Regions from separate parts of the Acanthopagrus latus genome. Here region 2 is linked to region 1. Evidence: chromatin contacts called from public Hi-C data. All regions are on one chromosome and are shown on one strand. The core of a region is the stretch at or near the end of the contact, and the rest is flanking DNA. Distances in the headings are between cores, read along the strand shown. Region 1 holds the start of eef1e1 (eukaryotic translation elongation factor 1 epsilon-1). Region 2 holds the start of tfap2a (transcription factor AP-2-alpha).

The links. Hi-C and Micro-C count contacts between places; a contact is called where the count stands out from the background.
Region 2: a Hi-C map of muscle shows a contact between it and region 1, with 6 times the contacts expected there. The contact joins the promoter of tfap2a here to the promoter of eef1e1 in region 1. A contact is called at or near these places in 2 of 4 Hi-C or Micro-C datasets (liver and muscle).

Annotation. Positions count from the first base shown.
Region 1 is chr19:9,708,382-9,715,465 of fAcaLat1.1, reverse strand. eef1e1 (eukaryotic translation elongation factor 1 epsilon-1) reads left to right here and starts at 4,675. Exons shown (of 4, transcript XM_037079576.1): 1 at 4,675-4,830; 2 at 5,509-5,706. The coding sequence starts at 4,747.
Region 2 is chr19:10,162,262-10,169,345 of fAcaLat1.1, reverse strand. tfap2a (transcription factor AP-2-alpha) reads left to right here and starts at 2,805. Exons shown (of 7, transcript XM_037079266.1): 1 at 2,805-2,962. The coding sequence starts at 2,930. It overlaps mak (serine/threonine-protein kinase MAK), which reads left to right. Exons shown (of 17, transcript XM_037079249.1): 17 at 2,696-2,712.

The DNA of each region.
Region 1 (7,084 bases), core at 3,426-5,925:
CCACTCCTGTCACTGGGCTCATCCAACCCCTCAACCCCCCTCTCCCTTGTAAACATATTCGAACATACACTCATTTGCATGTGTGTGTGTTTGTGTGTGATGGAGTGGGGGGGGGAGCAGGGGACCAGCTTGTTGTTTTTAGCCTTTGGGTGCCTGTTCCTGCATGGAGCAGCAGGGTGGTTCCTATAATCCCATCACTGTTGTCGTCATGAAGGCCCAAAGGTCCCGCCTGGAGGTGCGACATTTCTGGCATCCTCTGACTCTCCCTCCACTACAAGAGCCAGCAGCTCCGGAGCCAAAAAGACACACTGCGCGGACTAGTTGTGCACTACACTGGCTGAAAGTGACTTACTGTATAGTGGGGGTCTTGCCTTGAAATGAGTTGAGCGAGATTTAGATACATTAAGGAACAGCAAAACAAGCGCAGGAACAGTTTATGGATCAGTTGATGGGAAGAGGGATATTTTTGGAAACTATCATAATTTCCTTCGGTGAAAATGTCAAATGATGTTCTAGTGCTGCCTCCTCTACTTTGAGCAAATGCTACTTTTTTTGTGTCATGTGAGAGTGGAATAATGTCTTTGACTTTTGGACTTCTATTCGTGGGGTAAAAAACAAGACGATTAAAGATGTCACCCAGGGGTTTTTTGGGAAGACACTCAACAGGCCAATGAATTCATTGATTCTGAAAAGAAATGTTGAGAAATACTTGCGATGTGATGATAATGTGGTTAAGACAAGCGGTCTGTGGCAGTTTTCCCATCAAGGAGAACATCATATGGTGAAAACAGACCTCTTTCAGAATTACTAGTTTTGGCAGCTATTACAAAAAGCGACCCAACCAAAAAATGGCAATTAAAGAGGCGCTATGCAGTTTTGAAGAGGAGATCCAAACCCAGTCAATGAGGTAATAATATTACAAACTCAGGAATGTTTTATATACATTTCTTGAATTATCTTTTCCATAACGGAATGAACCAAGCTGTTCTCAGAGGAAAATGAAAATGAACCAAGATCTTTGTCTTCTACGTACGGCACCTTTAAACTCTTCCACTCAGACAAATCTATTTTCGTGTTAGTTTCTTCAAAAACACCCTCCGCCCCCCACCCCGTCTCTTCAGACAAGATAAAATCAAAAAACAAAACCTGACAGGAGCGGAAGGTACAGGCAGCTCTCTGACCCCCATACATCTGTCTGTCTTCATCTCACAACTCGCAGCCTTCTCCCAGACTGTCACCCAGCCGCCTGGCGCCCGTCCCCCGTGTTCACTCCGCGCTAGCACCGATACGCAATTTCACCGATCCGTGCTGACAGCGTTCATGTCGACTACTCAAAACCGATCCCTCCCCTCTCCTTTTTTGCGAGCATCTGTGCGGTTAAAATACAGTATTCAGTCAGGGAGCTTTCACAGGTCATGAAAGGTAACAGAGGAGACAGGCGGGGCTGTGGCCCTGCATCCCCAGCCAGACAAATCAGTGTAACAGCATATTGTAAGCTACAGACTAAGCAGAGGGGGGATATATCTACCAGGACTGAGGCTGTGTTTATGGCTATGCCTGCCTTGGGAAGCCCCACGGCACTATCGGTGACCCCCACTGTAGATTTCCTTCCTAATGTGACCCCAGATTATGTATCACAATCTCCCACAGGCTACAGTTAGTCCTGGGCACTGAGGATCGGTGTCCTCAGCCCGCCTGAGTACAGACAGGATGTGGCAGCTTGGAGGCATTTAGTTAAAGGAGACGCATTTTAACGCTGCAGGCATGCATTTATGGGAGCCCTACTAGGGTAGAAGTGTATGACGTGCTGGATCCTATAAACAAACAGCAAAAAAAAATGGGAGGTTGGATGGGAAAAAAAAAAAAAAGGAAGAATTAGCCTTACCTTGCTCCATGGCCTCTAATCATTTGTGATAGTCTGCGTACTCATTCTTATAATTAATTTGCTTTCTCGGACAGCTTTTTCTCAACAAATTGGGTTTAAAAATATCATCTGTTCTCTCACATTAAGCACACGGTGACAGGGAAAGATGCGGATATGTGGGTATGTGCAAGGCAATGAACATCAGCGAAAGCAGATCAGATCTTGAAGCACAACTGCTGCCTGTATGACATCAAACTCCTCATAGTTATCTTGTTATGTTGACAAACATACAGAGTTAGCATATCACCGGATTAACCACTACCTGCTGCTGACTGTATTATTTTTATACATCCATGACTGTAGCCACTGTTAGCTTGTTTGCTCAGTTAGCCGGACAGCTAACCCAGACTACCAGAGTGTGTTTGGAGGGGCTTGCTTTGGGAGAAGGAGGTTTTCATCTGTACGTATCTCTTTATCATAAAACACTGACGCCTTTGAGTCAAATGTGTCAACATTTATTTAGTTATTACTTCACATTCTGTTGATAATTTTAGCTGAGCTCAGTTCCTACATATTGCACCTTTTACTCAGCAAGAAGAATTACTCTCTTTGGAGAGTCAGGAGAAAGATATTGTGTATCTGTAGTGTATTTGTATTTTCTGCTACCTGCTTGCTCAGCTGATGTGAAAAAAGAACATTGCATTTGCCATGTCCTCGTCATAGGGAAAAACATAACTCACAAAAGTGTGGATAAAAAGGGGCAAATATGGACATATGGAAAAACATCATGAATAAATTGATCTTGCCATTGTCCCTCAAAGGCCTTTTTTTTAAATGGAGGACACTTTGACCTGTCACAGTGGAGGAAAACCCCAGGTGTAAATAACAAAATGAAATGACTCTCTGTCTCACATAAAACAGAACCCTTGATGATGAAATTATTATTTCTTGTGCTTTTCCCACTGTGGCAAATCAGATGGTCTGATATGGGAGGAGAGGCCTTTTGTGTTGTGCGGGATTGAAAATGATTTCCTCCAATTAAGCGGCTGGTTGACGACTCCCTGAAGCAGATTTCCAGTTTGTTTTCACTCACATTTGGTCACATGTGCCGAGGGGTTCCCCTGTGAACAGTGTGTTCCCATGCACTAATCCAGTGGTGGAAAGTAACTTTTAGAAATGGATTCAGAACTCAGCTGATGTACTTGAAATTAGTATTTGTACTTTAAATGACTATATACTGTACTTTTACAAGCATAACCTGTAATAATCTAATATAGCAGCGACAATTATCCCTGCCTAATGAGTACTTTTACCATACCATACCATAAGTATGTATACTCAATACTACTTGAGCAAAATTGGACTCTCAGTTGTAAAGCAGTGTTTTTAAATCGTGGTCTACCTAAATGTATTTACAGATCTGAACTCTAGCATGTCATGAATCTGCCCAGTCACTGAAAGTAAATGTAGCCCTCATACAGGCTGCAGTACAAGTAGTCACAGTGGGCTCCAGTTTGGACTCCCCAGCCTCTGTCTCCCTTACCCTCCCATCCCTTGCACATTTTATTGCAGTCTGAAAAAGGTCAATAAAAATCCAAAATATGATTTTGATTTGTATTTCTGCAGACATCACCTCGAGCCTTGTCATCCAGGTGAAACTGTTACGAAGCGGGACCGCTGCCGACGGAGAGAAAGCTTGTAGTGCGACACCTCAGCCCGACTGTCACTCTCTGTGGTGTCACAAATACGCACACACTTGGACAGTATGGAGTTAATAAGCCCACATTTGACTGACAGGTGACATTTCATTATGGAGGAATCGCAGAGGCACAGTCCAAATCTAAACAGACACGACACACACAATGTCACAGCCAGGACACACCACGGAGACAGACAGACAGACAGACAGACAGGACAGGGAAAATTTGCTTCAGGACTTCAGACTGAAACTCCAGACTTTCCACTGTCATTTTGATTCCATTTAAGCACAAATCCTCATGGGGAGGTTCTGAGAAAACAGACATGTTACTAGGAACTGGCAGGAATTGCATAACGTTGGGTTTTGATCAGTTCATCCCATGCTGCTGGGGGGTTGGATTACAGAGTTGAGCCCACCTAAGCAATGCTGGGAGATGCTCATATTCAATAACAGCACACTGTTCTGATAGAGTGCAGAGTGTGTTTGTGTGTGCGTTTGGTGAAGTCAAATTAAATGAGTTTTATTTGTCTTGGGATGTGGTCAAACATACTCCCAAAGCACAGTCTAGCCGATCCAACCACTACAGCTTTGTGTTGTTTGTTTTTACACTCATATATATCACTCATCATTTATCTCCCATCCATTACAGCCTTTTTCTATTATTTTAGCCAACATGAGTGAGCATGATTGCCAGAGTGGCTATAGGGTAGATGTGTTATTTGTTTGCAGTTTATTGTAGTTTTGCTGTAGATTTAATGAAAAGCCAACATTTTTAATTCCTGCTTTTTTCTGTATACAAAATGTGCACTAACACAAACACCCTGGCCCCCATTATTAGCAACTAATCAATCAATCAAAACATTTGTTAAATAAATAATTTATGGTATAATTATTATTGATTTTTTTTAAGTCTGTTTCATTTATTATAAGTTTTCCCTTATGTGTTACCCACTTTTAATTTTTTTAAATATAATGTTTCATTTTATTTCATTTTATTTTATTCTATTTTATTTTATTTTATTTTATTTAACATCTCATTCACTGATGCAATGTGATGAAAGACTCGCTTGCTGTGCTTTTATTGGTTAAATCCACCGTCAGTCAAAACGTATTGGGCGGGAGTTGACACTTTCAGCCAATCGGGTCACACGCACGCTGCACTTCTCCTCCGACGGTCGGAAACATGGCGCTCCGGGAGCTATCATCGCTGGAGAAATTTTTAGGATTGAAAAAGCCGAACAAGTACAGCACACAGGGGGATAAAAAGGTGACATGGCCGGACGTGTTAGTGGCATCCACTCTTGACTTTAAACCGCTGTTTTTAATGATATACGAAGGCTGTAAGCTATTGTAATTAGCACACAGTGGCTAGCTAGATGATGCTACCACGCTGGTTGTGCGTGTTGATAATGTAACGTTTGGCTCTGCGCCATATCTAGCTTGTGTTGTCATTTGGTTGTCACGGATATTTTACATCAGGTAGGCTGATACTTCACAAGCATTCAGGCAGGCACATTTGGGGCCAGCTGTCTGATATCCACAGCTCAGCACAATGGAAATAGCTCCTTGCTTTGCGCATGCCCACATATGTAAAGTGAGAGGAGGGGTGAGCTGTCACTGCTGCAGTTACTCTGTAGTACTGTGCTATTGTGACATGACTGACACCTGAAGTATTGACGAGAGAAAATGGCTCAGTCTTTAAGGGAAAGGTTGATGTTAACCCACACATTCAGCCTCATTTAATTAATCTGCCTTATCAAGTGGAATGTTGATATCACTGTGCGTATAAGACACTCCTTCAGAGCCAAAAACATTTATCACAAATGTGTTCAAGTCAGTCTTTAAGAAGGTGAAAAGCATGCCTGAAATGAAATTCACATTTTCTTTACTTCTTTTTCTCCCTCTCTGTCTCACTGTGCTCTCCCTGCCCCACCTCTGCATGCAGGTACCTGTGCTACAGAGTAATAATGGCGCTCCACTGGTGGGGCTGGTGACCATCGCCTGTCACCTGGTCAAAGAGGCCAAGCGCCCGGAGCTGCTGGGTGACTCTGCAGAGAGCAGGGCTGTGGTGCAGCAGTGGCTGGAGCACAGAGTCACTAAGCTGGACGGCTGCACAAAGGAGGACATGAAGACCATCCTCAAGGTAAAGATGCTGATATTCAAGAGAACTCTTGAAGTCTTTGATGTCTTGTTCTTCCAAATTGCTGTTGTGTTGTGTCTGTAGACTGTAAATGTGTTTGTATCCATGTTTGCCCCAGATTTGAACGCAGTTGATTCAGTTAATTCAGTTTACTTTTTGCAGGTTTTTTTTTTTGTTTTTAATCTCTACCTTTGAGAGGCGCCACAGCATCTCACTTTTTCTCACATTCCCCATCTCTGCACACCAGCTAGGCCACTGTGCGTGTGTTTGTCTTGTTAAGGCACAAGCGACAGGAATACAGACTGATGTATGGCCCTTCAGTGACATGGCCCCACATGACAGAGAAAAATGCTTTAATGTGCCTGACGCCAGTCAGCGTGAAATGGATCACCAGCCACTGGTCTTCTGGACGCTGGGCGCCTCTTGGCACTGTTGTGTCAGTGTGAAGTGTGCGTGTGTGTGTGTGTGTGTGTGTGTGTGTGTGCGCTTTTCTCAGCGTGACACACTGTTGTGGCATGGCTGAGGAGTCACGCTGTGTGGCAGCATGCTATCTGGACAGGCCTCTTAAATATTTTAATGGTGCCACTTACAGAAGGAAGTCGCCCTGAGCAGCTCTGCTCTGGTCCCCAGTGGCCCCCTGTCCTGTCCTGCTGCTTTATCTCTGTCCTTAACACTCCTCTTTCAAGCACACCAGTCATCTCACATTAAATTGTCAAGAGACAAAAACTGTCAACTGCAGGAGTCCTTAAACTTTCTCACCCCAGGATGCAAATAAGAAATTCATAGTTTTTCAGGCTGAGACTTGTTTCTGAAGTGAACATCTCGTCGCTCATGTAATATGATGACAGACAAGCTAGACCAATTTGGCCCTGAACCCAAAGTTAGACACATGTGGACTATTTCATTGGTTATGTGAAACAAATGCCTATTATATTGCACATGTACGGGGGTATGTTCTTACTTTTTCTTCTGTCTACAGAGAGCACCGATGTCCATGTGCTGCATTACAGGTTTAATGATTTCTTCCTTTCAGACAGCTGTTTGTTTTTGATAAATATCATTGCACTGTAAATGTGACAGGTAGACAACATTCATTCATTTGAGATGTCCTCAAGTGTTAATGGTATTATGAAATTACAGTATCATGAGTTCATCAACAGTTTTCTTTAGGGCCAGCAGAAAAATGTTATTGGTACATTTAACTAGCTGTAACATCAGAGTCATATATGTGGAAGGGCACCAATAATAAATGGTCTCTTGAGTACCTATTCATAGAAAGAAATGGACACAAAGACATGCAATGAACTGCATGCATGCAATATTGATTAAATATTAGATACATAATGTGAGGTATTCCTGCTCATTAGTTCCATTCTAATGT
Region 2 (7,084 bases), core at 1,556-4,055, 460 kb before region 1:
AGGATCAGATTAAGCTGTTTTAAGACGCGCTGACGGTTCTTAAAACTTTAACTTGGCTTTATTTCATTTCATTATTTTGTTGTTGTTGTTGTTGTTTTGCTTCACGAACAGAAACAGTCTGCACAGAAGCAGGAGGAGGATACACAGAGGCTCACCTCTCGCTGCATCCGAATAAGTGATCTCAGCTTTCAGACGTTATTTCATTACCGTGAAAATGATCGGGTTTAGTTTTCCAAAGTGTGATTAAAGTTTATGGGAAAGTAAAGAGGGGTAAAAGTCAAAAAGCGAGGCTGAAATGAGACGTCTAATTGTGTAATGGTCAAATGATAAACAAACCTGACACTCTCCTCGATTTCGACCCGAGGGCCAGATATTTTTATTTGCCAGATTTCCACATGGCACCTCTGAACACCTGCTTTGTCGACCGGAGTCGGTTTGGCCGTTTCACTTTGAGGAATTCTCGCAGCTCACACGCTCTCATTTGGTTTTAATTACCTGCAATATTGTCTCAAACCCACCGGCGGCGCGTCCTGACGCTCATCCTGAAGGAAGGTGGCGCTAGAACACAAGTTATCACTCTTTGCAGCGCCGCGTTTTCATATGGGCCTGAAACCCCTCTGCTCGCTCAACAGACACCACTGTCATGAATATCACGCAGCCACACGGGGCTTCTGCTCCCTCGGCGGTGACGGGATGGTCACTGTCCTCAGCGGTCAGACGCGTCCAGCTGGTGCGAGTCTGCAGACAGGAATCAAAAAACAAAAAAAAGGAGGCCTCTCTTCAATGATGATTGTCCAACTTCTCCGTAAGTTGTGGGCCGAGGAATAACCCCCTCCCCTCACCGATCAATATTAGAAAAAACAACAAGGAAAAGCTTCCTTGAATGTTTCACAGCATTTTTGGCAAAGACAGCCTCCGTGCGTAAATTACGCACCGAGGTGTTTGTGTCTCAGCAAATTCACTTTTCGACCAGTGCCACACACAACACTCCCACCAAATTAATAATAATAATAATAATAATAATAATAATAATAATAATAATAATAATAATAATAATAATAATAATGTATTTTCTCCACACTGAGCGGCTGCATAAATGGCCTGAGGTGCAGCCGTTGCCGACGCCTATTAAAGAGAGCTCGCAGTTTTAGGGAGCTGAACGCTGCCCGGAGGCCCGGTGCTCTGGTGGAAGTGGTTGAAACCAAGCCCTAGACAAACAGGCTGGATATTCAAAAGGGACCCCGCTCTTGTCTGAGAGAAACCCACTCTCAGACAGCTCTGCTTTAAAAACTTACTCCTCCCTTAGTGCGCAGAGCCCCAAACAATATTTCTGATCCCCCATCACCATCCACCACCTCCCTCTCCTTTGTCCAGTCCTGGTGAGGTCTGTATAGCTGCAGGTATTGTGTGTGCAGTTAAAACGCGTCCGCCTTTGAAGTCAAAAAACATGAAGGCTTGTTTTAAATATTAACAGCGGGAAGAAAATCTATAGATTCAGTGTGGAATTATGCAAAACAAACAAATAATAATAAAAAAAGAGAAACAGAAGTAGGGGAGGATTTATTGGAGGAAATGCAAAACGGAGAGTCGAAAGTTTGCCCAGTATTCTGAGTGCATTAAAGCGCACATGTATATTAAGTGTATGATATAATATTAAGTGTGTGGTGCAGTGACGGAACCACGCAGCGCAGCTGTGTGTGCCGCGTCAGGAACTTAGAAGAGGAGAAACGAGGGTTCAAACTAGAGATTTGACCATTATCACCTCTTTGAGCGCACGTGTTGCTCTCTCTCTCTCTCTCTCTCTCTCTCTCTCTCTCTCTCTCTCTCTCTCTCTCTCTCTCTCTGTGTGTGTGTGTGTGTGTGTGTGTGTGTGTGTGTGTGTGTGAGAGGGAGAGCTCATTCGCTCCTGGCCGGAGGGGTCTACATAAGTATGTATTAGAAATAAACAGTGGATAAATAAATAATGAGCCTCACAATAGTGGGGTAGCTCTCTGAGTAGAAGTAATGATGTTGGCAGTTAACCTTCAAGTTTTTTCTTTCTTCCTTTCTCTCTCTCTCTTTTTTTTTTTAACTTGACACACTTTCACTGGAGAATTCGTGTTGTGGTTTTTGTTGTGTTTCGTAAAAGGCAAAAAAGTGAAGAAGAAAAAACAAAAACAAAGAATATATGGAAAGGTTCACTGGCCCACAGGAGGAGCAGATATTTGTTGAAGACGAACAGATTATTAAACAATTTAGGTTTTGCTCCTTCATTTTAAAGAAGGGATATTATCTTGTTGTAATAATGACATGTTGGCCAGAACTGTGGCATGACAGCTCACCTGTCTGCTGGTGTGCACAGTAACACTTCTCTCACTTGTTATACACAGCTAATTATTTTTGATGTTAATTCATCTGATGCACATAATTCGCCACTCTATTATATATGTTTTATATATGTTATACGATTATAAATACAATTACCTGCAAATATAATTACTGTTGGATAGTCTTTATTTATATCAATGGCTGTGGTGAGTGCTGGATGCTTTATCTTCTTCAAATAAGCGAGAAAAATAAAATGTTTTTTTTTCTTCTGTTTGTTCATTCTCATCATCTTTCTTGGATTAAAATCTCATCTCACTGACATTATAGACCAAACTGTGGCATCTCAGGCCTCTATTTCGCTTCTTTATTTTATTTTTTCCCCTCCCAGGTAGTCTCTGCCGTTTTCTCGTCCACGCCCGGAGCAGTGCGCATGCGTCACCAGGTGGCCCCACACCGTTTTTATGGCCAGGTGAGGCGATCCGGTCCAGGTAAAGAGTAAAAGGTTTTACTCTGGGACCGAAGGCTCGATGAGATAGGACACGGCATCGGGATCGACCACGAAGAAGAAAACCTACCCCCCCCCACTCCCCACGGCAAAAAAAAAGGCAGCAGAAGACAAAGAATGTCAATTATGGGCAAAATGGGGGAATGGCAGGTACGTGCTGCTTACTTTAAGACAAAGAGACGGCTGTGGAGAAAGAAAGAACAAAACATAATCCTTGAAAAACTGTCAAAGTGTCGACTTGTTGTGGGGATGAGGCTGCACAGGCGCCGTGCAGATCTTTGGTTGAGGGGAGCTTGTGGAGGGACTCCTGCGTTAAAGCGTGTGGATTTTTACGCGTCAGGAGATCACACGGGAGAAGTTGAGGATATTTTATTTGGGGGGGGGGGGGGAGTCTGCGGTGATGCGAGCTTACATGTCAGATCGTGCACCTCGGTGTTTTGAAACGAGGAGGTTGTTGTAATCACGGGCAGTCCGGATCCATACAGATGTGTCTGATCATAGACGTGAAGTGATGTGGCGTTAAAAAAAAACCACAACAGAAAACGCAGCTTTTGTTGCGCCTTTAAAGTAAGAAAAAAAAAAAAAACCTTCTACATGTAATTCGCGGTGACTGTATTTATATTTGCTCCTTTTTAAACTCATGAGCATCCCAGCCTGACTTTCTCCACAGTCTCACTGCATGGGATGGTCTGCGCTCCTCTGACAAACTGGCCTTGTTTTGTGAGCAGTGGGTGATTTAAGAGACGATCTTTGCAGAAACTAACACTTTTAGTTTCAGCCGTCAGTCACACATAACCCCCAGAAAACACACACACACACACACACACACACACACACACACACGCACACACACGCCGCATGCATACATGCAGCTGTCATTGTCAGCCAGTATCATCGCTCCATTCTCATTAATAACAACCGCTCTAGAAAAAAAAACAAAACAAAACAGGGCACTCCACCAAAAATGGTAATCCAGGAAAAAAAAAAATGTGAAGGGGGGGGCGAGAGGGGCCAACGCCTTAAAGAGCTGGCGACCTGTCTGCTGACCCACGACCTGCTGAGGTGAAGGCTCGGCCGGCGTCAGGGCAGAGCCGGGCCCTCACCGCCGCTCATTCAGATGAAACAAGGCCATGTTGTTGTGTTAATTATTTACATTCCGCCCCCCCCCACTACACCCACCCACCTCCAAAAGCCCCCTACGCCCTCACAGGTAGCCGGTGGACCTGTAGAGCCGCTTCCAATGGCTCACCTTTTTACCATAACACTGAGAGAATAGCCTCTCAAGGTCCCCACTCTCAATGGGATTAAAATAACAGTTTGGGAGTTTAAAAAAGAAGAAAAAAGAAAAAAATCAAGGGTGGTGGGTGAAAAGAAGAAGAAATAGTGTGTGACAGGGTCGTATTTACATAGGCATGCTGGTTTCGCGCACGATTCAATACAAACAGTTTAAAAAAAAAAAAGTTATTTCCGAGCTATTTTGTATTTCTTTTGGTAAGAATTAAAATCGCAGTCGTTCGTTATAAAGGTGCTGTGTATTCCTGTAGCAATTCGCCCCAAAAAAGAGAGAGCGTCCCAGGTGCACGGTGGAGGAAAAAAAAAAAAAAGTCCCCACGCTTGACTCTGTAACCCTCCCGTCAACAAACACACCCGAGTGAACAGTAGAAATTATAAGCATGTGCAGCGTCTTGCTGCTTTAGTCTTTTTTACCTGTGCGCTGCTGTCCATTGGTGTTGTGCTTTTTTTTTTTTTTTTTTTGCATGTGTGCGTGTGTGTGTATGTGTGTGTGTGTGGAGCAGATGGGGGGAATCAAACGGCTGTTGATATGCTAATGAGGCCCTGTGCCAGTGTTATTACAGAGCTGCTCCAGCCCTTCACTTCCACCATTAGAGGGAGACCTCAGAGCGCAAGACAGACAGGCAGCCCACAGCTTCAATAAAAAGTAGTTTTTTTCTGAGCGGGGGAGCACAATTCAGTGAGTGAAAACAAGAAACTAAGGGCGATACCTACACTCAATATCCACCCCAGCAACCCATGAAAATGCTTTGGAAATTAACTGATAACATTAAATATGAAGATTGCGAGGTAAGGGGCTTCCTCTTTCTGATTTGTTCTAATTTTTGATTTCATTTTCTTGAAGGAAGAACAAAAAAGACAAAAAAAAAAATGAAAGTACTGCTCAGATAATTATTTTTTTTTTTAAGGGATGTGATGTATTGTCATTCTTCTGACAGCTGTTAGTGAACACGTGTGGCTCCACTGCAGGACGAGCGGGTCCAAGTCTTATTTTAAATGTCATCTCTGAGAGCTTCTTCTTCTTTGTTGGTGTATTTATTTTGTAGAGAGAAATTAGAGGATAATCATAATGCATTATTTTTTTTTAAAAAATGGCAACACTTCCAACATCAGTAATAATAATAATGATAATTATTAACATTATTACAGAGCACTCAGGTAACAACAGCTGTGTTTAATATTTATATATATTAGATACAAATGTGAATATAGTTGCATGAGTGAAATCACACCTGTGGTTTATTTATTTCTCTGTAAATTCACATTTAAAAAAAAAATTGCAGTCACATTTTAAATGACACGTGAAAATTTTTTTAAAAAGACGACGGTGCTCACTTACCACGCGTTTAATTAAAAATACATATTTGAACTGAATGGCAGACGCAAGCGCTCACACAGCCGCCTTCACTGGCGGCTTGGACATTTCATCCTTCAATTTTTAATATCTCTGCAATTTGAGCTCGTCAGATTGTGCCTGTGCGTGTGTGTGTGTGTGTGTGTGTGTGTGGACTGCATACACGCAGTGACTGTTGTTATGGACACAGGCAAAGTTTTGGCAGTAATATCAGGGACTTGTTTGAGAGTGGAGAAGCCAGTCGGACGTGTTTCTGTTCTTTTTTTTTTTTTTTTTCGTCCGAGTCCTGGGACGATAGGGACGGCCCGGGAACAGGAAAACAAAAAACAAACCAAACAAAAAAAAAAAAAAGCTGTCCACCTCCGTGTTGTAGTTGTGGTGCTTGTTTTAATTTACAAGGCTAATGCTCGGCCCCCCTCTCTTGTTGGCGTTCGACGCGAGGAAATGAAAAATTCGCAATCGAAATCCGGTCACAGCCCCGCTGTTTCGTAATATTTTCTTGCCCTTTTTTCTTTTTTTAAAAAATGCGTGATTGAGCAGGAAGGGGAGTGGAGTTGTTTGAGCCGCGCGTAAAAGTTGGTCGGAGCGACGTATCCGAGCGGCCCTCATTCAGACTTTGGGGGATTTTATTTTATCTTGTTTTTTTTTATTTTTTTATTTTTATTTCCCTCCGTCTTTCCGGGTTAAAAGTTAAAAGTTATAGCCGGTGTGACTCTGGGTTCGGAGTCGAGGAGGAACCGGTGGATTAATTCGGCGGAGACAGAGGAGAGGAGGGAGACCCATGGAGGACAGCTCGCTGTCGGAGTCTGAGCTGGAAAACAAAGGGACGAGTGGTAGAAACGAGCCCGCCGCGTCGCCTGCTGGATTTTCACCCAGTTCAGAGGTGCACATTGTTTCCTTCCATGGCTGCTTCCCCTTCTCCTTCTCCTTCTCCTTCATTCCCCTTCTCCTTCTCCTTCGCCTGTCTGCGGTCCACCTCCCTCCATTCCTATGTCTTTCTTTCACTTTTGCGCTTTGGCCCTGGGACCCTTTTAAAATGCCCCCCTCCTCCTCCCCCCCCTCTCTCTGATTCGTCAGACGGGAGTGAATGTCCCTCTTTTTGTCTCTCTCTCTCTCTCCACTCCCTCCACAGTCTCTCACTCCCTCTCTCTCTCTCTCCCTCCCTCCCTCACTCTCTCTCTCTCCCCATCTCTGATTAGATATACTGATTCCTCCTTTCAATGGACGTCATTTAAGCGCAGACTCCTGCCTTGAGTTGCGTCCTCCGCTTCACGCCCGATTTCCGACCATTCTTTTTCCTTATTATTAAGTATTGCTGTAATATTAATAGTCATGAACGCGTTCCATTAGGAGTCCAAGAGGGAGACGAAGAAGCGGCTTCTTTTGCTAATATGAGCTCAAGCGAGGGGACGGCAGCACTGTGATAGAAGCCAAAGGAGAGCAGGGGAGAAAAGAGAGAGGGTTTTTTTTTCTTCTTCTTCCTCCAAGAGAAACTTTTCGACCCAAATCCGCCAGCACCGCCGAATATCTACATTTTTTTCTTAGACCCAGATGAAGGGCAGCGGGGATCTAACCGTTTATTTCTGATGGATTATCGTCCTGCTGCTGCTGTGGCACACATCTGA